Linked DNA regions of Canis lupus: region 1 is linked to region 2. Evidence: chromatin contacts called from public Hi-C data. All regions are on one chromosome and are shown on one strand. Each heading gives the region's core, a stretch centred on a gene start, on an enhancer-like site or on the middle of the called end of the contact. The rest is flanking DNA. Distances are from core to core; before and after follow the strand shown. Region 1 holds the start of RAD21 (double-strand-break repair protein rad21 homolog). Region 2 holds the start of UTP23 (rRNA-processing protein UTP23 homolog).

Region 1 (5,431 bases), core at 222-2,721, 160 kb before region 2:
AGGGAATCTATTTTACAATAATCGCATTACCCTAAATAATACCGAGGATCAGGGAAGACTCACTTGAGGAAATGACTGTGGAACTAAGATGTGGAAGATTAAGAATTAGACCAAGGGAGGCAATGGAAATGCAAGACTGTACTAAGCACAGGGAACATCCAGTACCAAAATCTTGAGGCAAGAGTGCTCATAGTGCATTTGATGACTTAAAAAGTGGAGTGACTGGAGTAGGGTGAGAAAGAGCAGGCAACAGAAGCAGCTGGAACAGGAGGCAGAGGCTACATCAGGTATTCTGGGTAATAGCCTAAAAGCTATGGAAGAGTTTTTAGAAGACGAAGGGAGTGATCAGACACGTCTTTTGCAAAGGTTCTTTAGGCTGCATTGCAGGGAATTGATGAACTGAAGGAAGACAAGAGTGAAAGTAGAGAGACCAGTTAAGACGGCCACTGGGAATACATACTTGATGGTGGGATAGACAGCAAACAAACACAACAAAACTAACCTTCATATAACCTTCCTCCATCTAGTCGGCCTCAGTGTATGGCTCCCCAGTCCAGTCTATCTAATCCTTGCAAGGAAGTCCCAAACCAGAGGAATCATCTTTGCAACTCCCTCTACCACAAACTCGTAAGGAATCTCTATTGGCTTTATTTCCTTAAAAAAAAAAAAAAAAAAAACCACAAACGAGCACAAATTACACCTGGACATTTACTCTAGTCCTCTCCAATATGCCCGGATGGTCTTTCTAAAATGCAGGAGTCTCCCTTAGTGTCCAGACACATGACTTTCTTTTTCCTCCTCTATCCCTATCTTGATCTCTGCTGCCATGGGACTTTTGCACAGGCTGTTCTCTCTTCTTGGGCCTCCACCTCTATATCCCAGCTCCACACTCCCAACCTCCCCACTTTTGGGTCTCCTGCATTTGGCTTTATAATTGTTGGCACAAGTATTTCTAAAAATTCCGCTACACTGAAGGCTTCACGGAGGCAGGTGCTATGCCCTTCACATTCATCATTACGCCCCAGACCCTAGTTATCCCAATATGTGGTTCGGAGAAGACCATCTATAAATACACGTTGACTCAACGAACCCCTAGATTTTATGGAGCTTGTTTACGGCTTTTGTGTGACCTTCGTCGCTACGGAACCATTCAAATGAATTTCCGTGCCAAGGCAAACAAGACTGCACGACAGCAGCTCCCCCTGAAACCAGCGCAAGAATAAAGGTAAGGCGCCAGATGTGCACTGCGCATGCGCCGTCTGCCAGGTCCGCAAGGCTCCGGGACCCTCCGGCCAGAGGATCACCTTTGCGCTTGCTCATTCCCGGGCTGCACAGCCAGGGGGCGGGGCCTACAGGAAAGGAAATGGTCACTGCGCCTGCGCCGCTCCTGCTAGGGCTTGGGCTGGCTGCGCAGGCGCATAGGTCCCATTTTGACCGTAAACATCCTGCCGATTTGAACCGAGGATTTGGGCGGCAGGAAGAGCCGCGGCGTAACGGCAGCCATCTTGTTTGTTTGAGTGAATCGGAAAGGAGGCGGTGGCTGCGGCGGCGGCGGCGGGAGCTGCGCCGAAGCTACACCTCACAGGGGCTCCCCCCTTTCCCCGCCCCCTCCCCCGACCCTTTTCCCCTCCCCAGGCCGCCCAGCCCGCCCTGCACCCGGCGGAGAGCAAGGTAAGCTGCTCGGCCGGCCCCTCTTACCCTCCGGCTCCCTCCCCCTACCCCTTCCCTGCCGTCCGGCCGCCCGGGAGCGGGACCCGGGGGCGGGGGGCGGGGGCGGGCGGGGGAGAGAGCCCCGGCCGCGCCCCGGGACGGTGGCCGCGCTGCCACCCTGCGGGCCCCGGAGCGGCGGCGCCGCCCGCCCAGGCCGCTTGCCCCGGGCCCGCCCTCGGCCGGGACCCGCGCAGCCCGGGCCCGCAGCATCGCTGGGTCGGCGGCAGATGGCCCCGGTCGGTTCCGGGGCGGCAAAGCCGTTACTCCGCCAGCCCCGGGGGAGCCGCGTCTCGGGAAACTGGGCGGCGGAGGGAGAGGCGGAGGTTTGAACGAGCCCGCTCTGGGGCTGGGCCGCCTACTCGGGTAAAAATGGCTGTCGGGGGAGCCGCGGGGCGGGAGGCGGCGGCGGCGGCGGCGGCGGGCGCGGGGCAGCGCGGGGACAGCTCGGGGGCAGCTCGGGGGGCCGCCGGCGTGCGGGCCTCGCTGCTGGCGGGCGCTCGGGCCGCGGCGGGCGGCAGGCCCCTCTCCCGGCGCCGCTGCTGCCTCTCCTCCCCCCCCCCCCCCCCCCCCCCTTTTTTTTTAAAGGAAAAATTTTACGTTGGGAATATTGCATATTGGACAGACCTATAGAAAACCGACCGACCAAGGGAAGTTGCTTCTGATTCTAAGGGAATTAGCATAATTGGTCCTCCCGTCCCGCCCCCCCTCTTCTCCCGGCTTTTCTAATGATTAGGGATATTGGGTGTTTGGATGCTGGTACAGAGACGCTTTCGGGAGGCGTGTGTTGCTGACAAATGCTTGATGTCTCTTTCTCGGGGAGGAGGGCTTCGCGAACGGTCCGCTGCGGCCGAGCGTCGCCCCACCAGGCGCCGTCGGCGGTGCTGCCGGACCTAGCGGCCTCCTTCGGCTTTGAAAGGAGGCGGCGCTGGAGGGTTCGCCTGCCCCCCCCCCCACCCCCCCCGCCGCCCCGATTTGTCAGGCTGTCTTCAGCGTCCAAAAAAAACGCGCCCCGTGTTTTTGAGGGTTTTTTGGTAAAGGCCCGTGTTTATCGGCTCTCTTGTGCAATCGAAAGTTATAATATTCGCCCTCATAATGCTGTTTAGAATCATCACTGAATTCCAGGGAGGGGAGAAAAATTGTTATTTTCATAAAATGAATGTAAATGCCAGGGAGCTATGGGAGTCTGCAGAATCTTGCAGATGGGTTGGAGAGGCTTTCCTAAGTTGTAGAGTCGTTAATTTTTTTTTTTTTTTAACGTTGGAGACGACTCATGGTTTTTAAAAAGACACTGATGAGGACATACACCATATCCAGTGATGACATTATGTAGCAGTTCGTAAACGGTCGAGGTGACAGCGGTGCGTAACTAATGGACGGAATGCTTTTCGTACAGTTAGGAGGATTCCATTGGTAGAGCGTATCCTAATTTACCGTGTTTGCTATTTATAAAGGCAACACCCGCTCTAGAATGGTTTACCACTTGAAGTGTGGTATATGTTTAAAGTATTCTTAAAGTTGATGGTTTCTTTCCTGATGAATTTCCATTCATTGAGACACGTATTCTGAGAACTTGTATCTTTTACAGTTTTGCGCAGAAGGGAGATTTCTAATATTTGAGAAATAAAGGTTCTGTTTGTTTAAACGTGACGTCAGGTGATTAGAGCATAATCGTAACTGGCTTGTGTGTATGCTCTGCTGTGAGATTTATTTCAAAGTTGCTGTTTACTTATAACTACAATGGGATTGTGTCAGTTTGCTGTTCCTCGTTCTGGTAATCCTGTTTGGTAAATATCCTCATTTTACAGGTGTGAAACCCAAGACTCAAATAATAAGTAACTTGTAGCCATTACAGAACAGCTAAGGAAGGAGCTGAATTTGAATCTCGGACCCCTGACCCTAAAACTCTTGTTCAAAGAATGTTAGTACCAAAAGGGTGGGGAGGGTGTGCAGGGTTGGAAATAACTTCTGTTCCTGCGACACTCTCCCAAGCCCCCAGAGATAGTTACTTTCTTACCTGAGTTAGGTATATTTTCCAAGGTCAGTAAATCGCTGAATTTCAACCTTTAGGTGCTTATAGTTTGTGAGAATGAACCACACAGAGTAAGCGCTCAAGTTGCTAGTTAATAGCAAAGCAGGATTGTGTCTTGACTTCCAATATAATAGTATTTACTTTGAATAGGTGATATATGTGTGTGTTCCAAGTTAAAGTCAAACAGTACAAAAAGGTAGATCTCACTTTCCCAGCAGACCCACTTCCAAAGGTCAGTGTCTCATTTTCATTTGTACACCAGAGATATTTTATGCAAATGCATTGAGTATATAGTATAGAAAGAGCCCTCTTTTTTTTTTTAATACATATATATATATGTCATTGTTTAAGGCCGCATGGGATTCTTTTATACGTATTTTGTTAAAAGTCACCAATTAGCAACCAGGTAGGGTTGTTTCTAATATTTTGTCATTAGAATTCATGCTGACAGGGCAACACGGTGTTGCAGTTAGAGGTGTGGGCTCTGAAATTCAAGTTCCCACTTGGATTAAATGCTAGTGAACTTTAGCACATTGTCCTCTCCTTTTCTCTGTTTTCCCATCTGTAAAATGGGCCAGCACTTTTCAGACAACTGTCCTGAAGAGGATGGACACAACATTCTTAGAGCTTAGTGAGGTTTTTAAGATTTTTGTTTTTATTAATATTATACATCTCCAAGTATATATGGCATTATTATTGGAAGTGCAGTTTCTGGTTTAAAAGTATGATTGTTTGAGATTTTCATAAGGTGTTGGCAGATTGCCCTTCAAAGAGGTCATACCAATTTACATACAACCATTGTCCTACCCAGCTTTCTAACAGATGAGTGAAATGTAATAACTAATGTTGTAAACACATTTACCTTTGGCTTTTGTTGAAAGATCATAAAGAAATTGCTGTTTTTTGCATTCCTAAATATGTTCTAAAATATTGATCTTTCTGCCATTTCACTTTAGACTAAAATTACTTTTTAGGATATGTTGGAAAAAGTTTGCTGCTTTAGAAAAAAAAATGAGAAATCATGAAATTGCTAAACTATGCTCTGGGACCAAATGCTGGCTTTATGCTAAGATGTTTTGCAAAGAATTAGCAGCTTTAGAATCTTCCAAATCTACAGAGATTAATCAGCCTTTTTTTTTTTTTAAGATTGGCTAAAGTATAGTAATACTAAGAAAAAAAACTGTCTAAAAGCAATGATTATACTTTCTCCTTATTTAGATATAAGCCAGTAGTTGATCCACCACTGTGCTTCAGGCTTCCTTTAGTTATTAGGGTGATTTCCTCTTGCTAATTGTTTCCCAGAATAATTTTAGCACCACTCTGCTTTAGTTACCCCATCCCATGCCAAGAAAGCATCTATTTAGGAATCTGCCTCCGCATAGCTGGGATATTTTAGGCATGGTACTCTGACTAGGAGCTTAAGTCCAGGCCATGAGCTACTGACACCTGTTGAAAAGCACCAGTTTTAATTTCTAAAATCTCCAGAATATTTTACATGTGCCAATTATGAGATCACTTTGTGTATCTCTCTTTTTTTTTTTTTTTTTTTAAGGATTTTCTTTCTTTATTTGACAGAGAGCACAAACTGAGGGAGCAGAGGGGGGGAGAAATGGGCTCCCCACTTAGCAAGGTGCCCAAGGTAATGAGGGGCTCCATCCCAAGACCCAAGATCCAGAGCTGCAGGGAGACACT
Region 2 (5,645 bases), core at 2,219-4,718:
ATGCTCAAACACAACTAATAAATGGTAAAGCTGAAATGTGAATCCAAGTAGTTGACAACAGATGCCTTGCCCCAACCTTAGTGCTACATGCTTCTACAAGTACAAACTGGTACATCTTTAAACTGTTTTCAGTACAGAAAGTAAAATTTTCAAGTCATCATTTTAATATCACAACTTGCTTTTTCAGTCTGCATTTCTGTATTAATATAAGCCAATGTTTTTCAAAGTGTCAGCTAAAAACTAACCATATCAAAATGAAAGTGATAATTGCATTAATTTCTACTCCTTTCTCATCCCCAAATCTGCACCTCTCATGGAGCCAAGTATTAGCATTTTAATAAGCTCCCTAGGCACTTCTTCCATCAAAGAAAGAAAGAAAAGAAAGGAAGGAAAGCGGGAGGGTGAGTTGGTGGAAGGAAGGGAGAAAAAATTATGAGAACTACCTAGTTAAAAATTTCTTACTCTCTAGCCAGCTCTTGCCAGACTCTACGTTGACTCACCTTTAGCATCTCTTTAGGTTTTAAGAAGAGACTGCTTTCTAGTCATCAGTTTTGAACCCTTTTTTGGAGTTTCAGGACCAAACTACCAAGTATTTATTGAATGTTTCCTACGGATGTACATCAGCTCTTCAAATTCATGTCTATAATTAAAGTACTTCCCTGCCTCCAAACTTCTCCAGGACATGCTATCTCTTTGAATTTATTTATTTGTAATAGATAAAATCTTCATATTAAAAAAAAATTACTTATTTATTCAAGAGAGACAGAGAGATAGAGAGAGAGAGGCAGAGAAGCAGGCTCCATGCAGGGAGCCGGACGCGGAACTTGATCCTGGGTCTCCAGGATCACGCCCTGGGCTGCAGGCAGCGCTAAACTGCTGAGCCACCCAGGCTGCCCTAGCTCTTTGAGTTTATTAACTTCTCAGACCCTGGGTGTAAGTCAAAAATCCTAATTGACCTTTTCTTCCTCATCCCTACCTCTATTCCACCACCTGTTAGTCTTATTTTGGCTGTTGGTGTCTATCTTATGTCTCTTTGTAGAACTCTGACATTCCTGCCTTTCCTCTCTAAAGTCCAGGCTCCCATTGTATCTTGATTGGACAACCATAAAAGGAGTTTGCCTGTCTTCATGCTTCTGCTTCTCCAACTTAGCTGCCGCACCACCGCAATTAGCTTTTCTAAAAGACAGCTATCAGGTCTGACAGCAATTATCTCTTCATAATGCACACCAAGAATTGACAGAATAATATGCTTTAAAATGAACTATTAGTAAAGTGGGAGGATGGATAAATGAAACAAGATTGGCTGTGTGGATAATTCGAAAAGCTGGGTGATAGACATTTCATTGGACTACTCTACTTTTGCGTATGTATAAAATATTTTTGAAGTTAAAATGAATCTTTTAAGGAAAAAAATGCTATAGAATATTGTTTCATGCCGTACTTCCCAAACTTTTTTTATTATAGTACTACATTAAAAACATTAATATTTCTAGGCACACAGGAGTAAACAGAAAGGTTTTGTGTAGCCAGAAGCGATGGACTCAGGGCACAGGCCAACTAAGGAGTTGTCTGGCAGCCCTGAGGGCTAAGGGGATAAAAAAATTGTGGGGTATCTATAACCAATCTGAGGCGCTACTAGAATATGGAAAGCTGTTCAGTATTATGCAAGAAAAGCAGGCCAATACTGTATGCCCAAGAAGAGTCCGTTCCTCCGTGTGTGTGCATGTGCATACATAAAGAACGGGATGGATGCTGCAGCATGTTAACAGTGGTAGTAATTCACGGGGGCATTTTAATTTTCTTTTACTTTTTTTGAGTAAATACTCTCCAATGGGGAAGAACCCCCTAAGTTCCTTATCAGTTCATATTGTATATTCCATTTACCTTCTTCCCAGCTTCGTTTCCAATTACATCCTGTGCTCTAACCTCTTTTCCAGGCATTTCACGACTCCATTTCTTTCCTTTTTAAATAAAATGATTTATTCATTTATTCATAAGAGACACACAGAGAGAGAGAGAGAGAGAGACCGAGACACAGGCATAGGGAGAAGCAGGCCCCACGCAGGGAGCCCCACGCGGGACCGGATCCCGGGTCTCCACGATCACGCCCCGGGCCGAAGGCGGTGCTAAACCGCTGCGCCACCCAGGCATCCGGGAGTCCATTTCTTTACTCAAGAGGTCTCCACAAGTCACTCATCTCTTTTCTGTCACTCAAATAGTCCTTCGGGGGAAGCCCGGGTGACTCAGCGGTTTAGCGCCTGCCTTCGGAGTCCTGGGATCGGGTCCCGCGTCAGGCTCCCTGCATGGAGCCTGCTCCTCCCTCTGCCTGTGTCTCTGCCTCTCTCTCTCTCTCTCTCTGTGTCTTTCATGGATAAATAAAATAAATATCTTAAAACAACAACAACAAAAATAGTCCTTCGCCTCAGAACCGAAAGGAGACTGGGCTCGAAAGTGATGTCTTCTACGAAACCCTCGGCGATTCCATCCTCACTCCCATCCCCCAGAAGTTCCATTTTAAAAGTGTCCCCACACTGAGGAAGTCACGACAGGTTGGGGTCAAATCACACGCGCGGAGGCGGACTTAGGCACTTCGCTGGCCCTGAGGGCTGGACGTGAGTGTCCTGTTGGAGGAATCCTCCGTGACCGGAGCAGTGCCTGGCCTGCGGCTGGTACTTATTAAGGCAGCTGAATAAACAAATGACCGCAGGCAAAGGTTTTCACCTCGAGTTCGGAATTCTGTGCCTAGCAACCGAAGACGTCCCCTCACAGAGCAGGCTTGAAAGTTTGTTTCATTTACGCCAGGAAAAGGTGCACAAACGACAGCAACCACTGACGGGGGTAGGTTTGGGTGCCCGCAAGCGCTCTACACACACTTGACCTGGTTTGATCCTCACAGCAGCCTCCTCAGCCACGGTCTCCTCCTCACAGACGAGAACTCCAAGGCCCAGAGATGAGCTCGCCGGAAAACACACCGCTGGTGGGGCTGGGACCTCGACTCGAGGCCAGGTCGCACTGCGGGGCGCTGCTCTTACCTGTGGCGCTGCGCTTTCTACCGACATTGCAGACACCGCCGGGCCTCCCCAGGGCCTGCGCTGTCGCCTCGTCGTGGGCGGGGCGTTTAGCACCGCGTGCCTCCGCCTCCACCACACCCGCAGGACCCCCGCCCGGGCCTCCTCCCCGGACCCGCCGGGCCCACCTGGTGGTGCACAGCTGTGTCTCCCCCATGAGGTAGCGGGGCAGCTGCTCCCGCAGCTGGATACGGCCGCGCAGCGCCGCCTGACAGAAGGTACCGTCCAGCAGGATCTGGTACGGCTCGCGAACTCCGAAATTATTGCGGAAGAAGCTGAGGTGCTTCTTGGCATGTTTCTGCCTCGTGATCTTCATGCCCGGTTGTCGAGGACCGAGACCTACGGCGGTAAGAGACGCCTACAGCACCGGCCGCCCCTCCCGGAAGTAAAGCGCCTTTGCCCCCGGAAGCAAACGCCCCCATCTGCCGGGCCTGCCCCGCCCCTGCTTACGTCACGGTCAGACGAGCGCGCGCTTCATTCGCAGCGCCCGCGCTTTACGGCGCGCGCCCTCGGAGCCGTGCTTGCGCCTGGCGCGCCCCTGGGCCTGCCGTCAGGCAGCCTCTCGAAGGTTGGCGGTCCACGATAATCAGCGAGAGCTCTCGGGCCCCAGATATGCTGCCGCCATCGTTCTCAGTAATTTACCATCTATCATTCCCTTCAATGTGTGTAATTCCCAAGTGGGGAAAGGAAAGGGCCCAGACTCTGGACAGGTGTGGACGACTCTGGGCAGGTGTGTCCGACGGCCTTCCCCTAAGGTGAAGGCAGTTTGCTAAGGGCACGCGGGTCTTCAGTGTTAGGGCCGAACCTGGAAACCACCGCTGGGGTTAGGGTCCCTGTAGTCCAATGTTCTCGCTACCCACCCTCCGGAGGAGCTGCTGTGGCTGAGAGCCGAAGTTGGGGCAGAAGATCACATCATTTTCCATTTCCCCCGCCCCTTAGGACCGTTCTAAATGGTTTCCCCAAGGTGTTTCCCAAAACACTCTCAAGAGCTGCTTTTTCTGAGGGTCAGAATCCCTCAACTTGAGTCCTATGGCTGCCACTAACCCAAGCTGTTTCACCTTGAGCAACAACTCACAAGAGCTGGGTCCAGTTCCTCAGTCTCCAACTGGTTGGTGGGACTAGACTATTTAAAACATAAATATATATATATATATATATATATTATTTATTTATTCATGAGAGACACATGTAGACGGAGAAGAAGCAGGCTGCATGCGGGGAGCCGGACGTGGGACTCGATCCAGGTCTCCAGGATCAGGGCCTGGGCTGAAGGTAGCACTAAGCCCCTGAGCCATCCAGGCTGCCCCTGGGTGAGACTAAATTTAAGAACACTTTATGTCTCCACTCTCTGAGGTGTGAAGATCACATACTGCAGTAGTAATAGGAAGGGGAAAAGATGGCCAAAAGTTTACAAATTACGTGGTCAACTCAACTAATGAAGAGTTATTTAGAAAACGTTGTTCTCCAGCAAGTAATTGCCAAGCATCCGCCTCAATTCACAGCATGATAATCAAAGAATGTGGAGAATAGAATTTTGCATATTTGCCCTGGCCTGGAATCTGTCCCAGATCTAGCTTTGGCTAACGCTCGAAAGAAAGAACCAACACAGAACAGTGATTTACAAAGTGATTGAGATGTATTATTTGCATTTGGGGTTGTCTTTGAAGATCCAGGTTTATGAAACTGGAACTAAGACCTTCTATAATGTTTGCCGTGTTCTAATTCCCAACACCAACACTTAGATGGGCACTTTTATCTGACTGAAAATAAATTTAGGAACTGGAAGCTATAACGTGTTATTATGGGATTGGATTCATGATTCTTGAGTATAATTGCTCACTGCTTTCCAGTGTTACTCTTTTATTCCTTCATGCCAACTCCCCACCCCAGCTATACTCCCACCACGGAGAAATGATACCATCCGAGCCTTGCAAAACAGTTAAAACATTTGTTTTTTTAATTGAGGTATTATTTATTAGCACATATTTATGTACTTACAAAATTGTTTTTATCCAATACACCATCCTACATAATATCTCAAGAATGAACATCATATTCCGGAAGTAAAAATGCAAGCTTCTTAATAATGTATGCATAACCCAACATCTTTTGGATCACAAAATACCATCTATTTGGCTTTAGAGAACACAAATAACTTTTTACAATTTTTTGTAGTCAAGAAGAAAGTAAAAAAAAAAAGAAAAAGAACAAAGTAAATTCAACAACATAAATTTAGTTGACCCTGAGTGTATTGCTAATTTGCTTAATTTTTTAAATACATGCATATCATTCTTCCCTTAAACTTACTAGTACACTACCATTTGGTTTCTATTCAGTCATCTCGATTTTCTACCTCATTAATTCCTAAGATAAGAAGGAACAGAGAGGGATGCCTGGGTGGCTCAGTGGTTGAACACCTGCCTTTGGCCCAGGGCATGACCCTGGAGTCTGGGGATCAAGTCCCATTTTGGGCTCCCTGCATAGAGCCTGCTTCTCCCTCCGCCTATGTCTCTGCTTCTGTCTTTGTGTGTCTCTCATGAATAAATAAATAACATCTTTAGAAAAAAAAGAAGAACA

What was found. Hi-C and Micro-C count contacts between places; a contact is called where the count stands out from the background.
Region 1: a Hi-C map of blood shows a contact between it and region 2, with 5 times the contacts expected there. The contact joins the promoter of RAD21 here to the promoter of UTP23 in region 2. A contact is called at or near these places in 2 of 9 Hi-C or Micro-C datasets (both in blood).

The regions. Positions count from the first base shown.
Region 1 is chr13:16,737,893-16,743,323 of UU_Cfam_GSD_1.0, reverse strand. RAD21 (double-strand-break repair protein rad21 homolog) reads left to right here and starts at 1,471. Exons shown (of 14, transcript XM_038555379.1): 1 at 1,471-1,671.
Region 2 is chr13:16,584,127-16,589,771 of UU_Cfam_GSD_1.0, reverse strand. UTP23 (rRNA-processing protein UTP23 homolog) reads right to left here and starts at 3,468. Exons shown (of 3, transcript XM_038555377.1): 1 at 3,197-3,468. The coding sequence starts at 3,384. It overlaps LOC102156646 (a long non-coding RNA gene), which reads left to right and starts at 3,568. Exons shown (of 6, transcript XR_005368570.1): 1 at 3,568-3,798.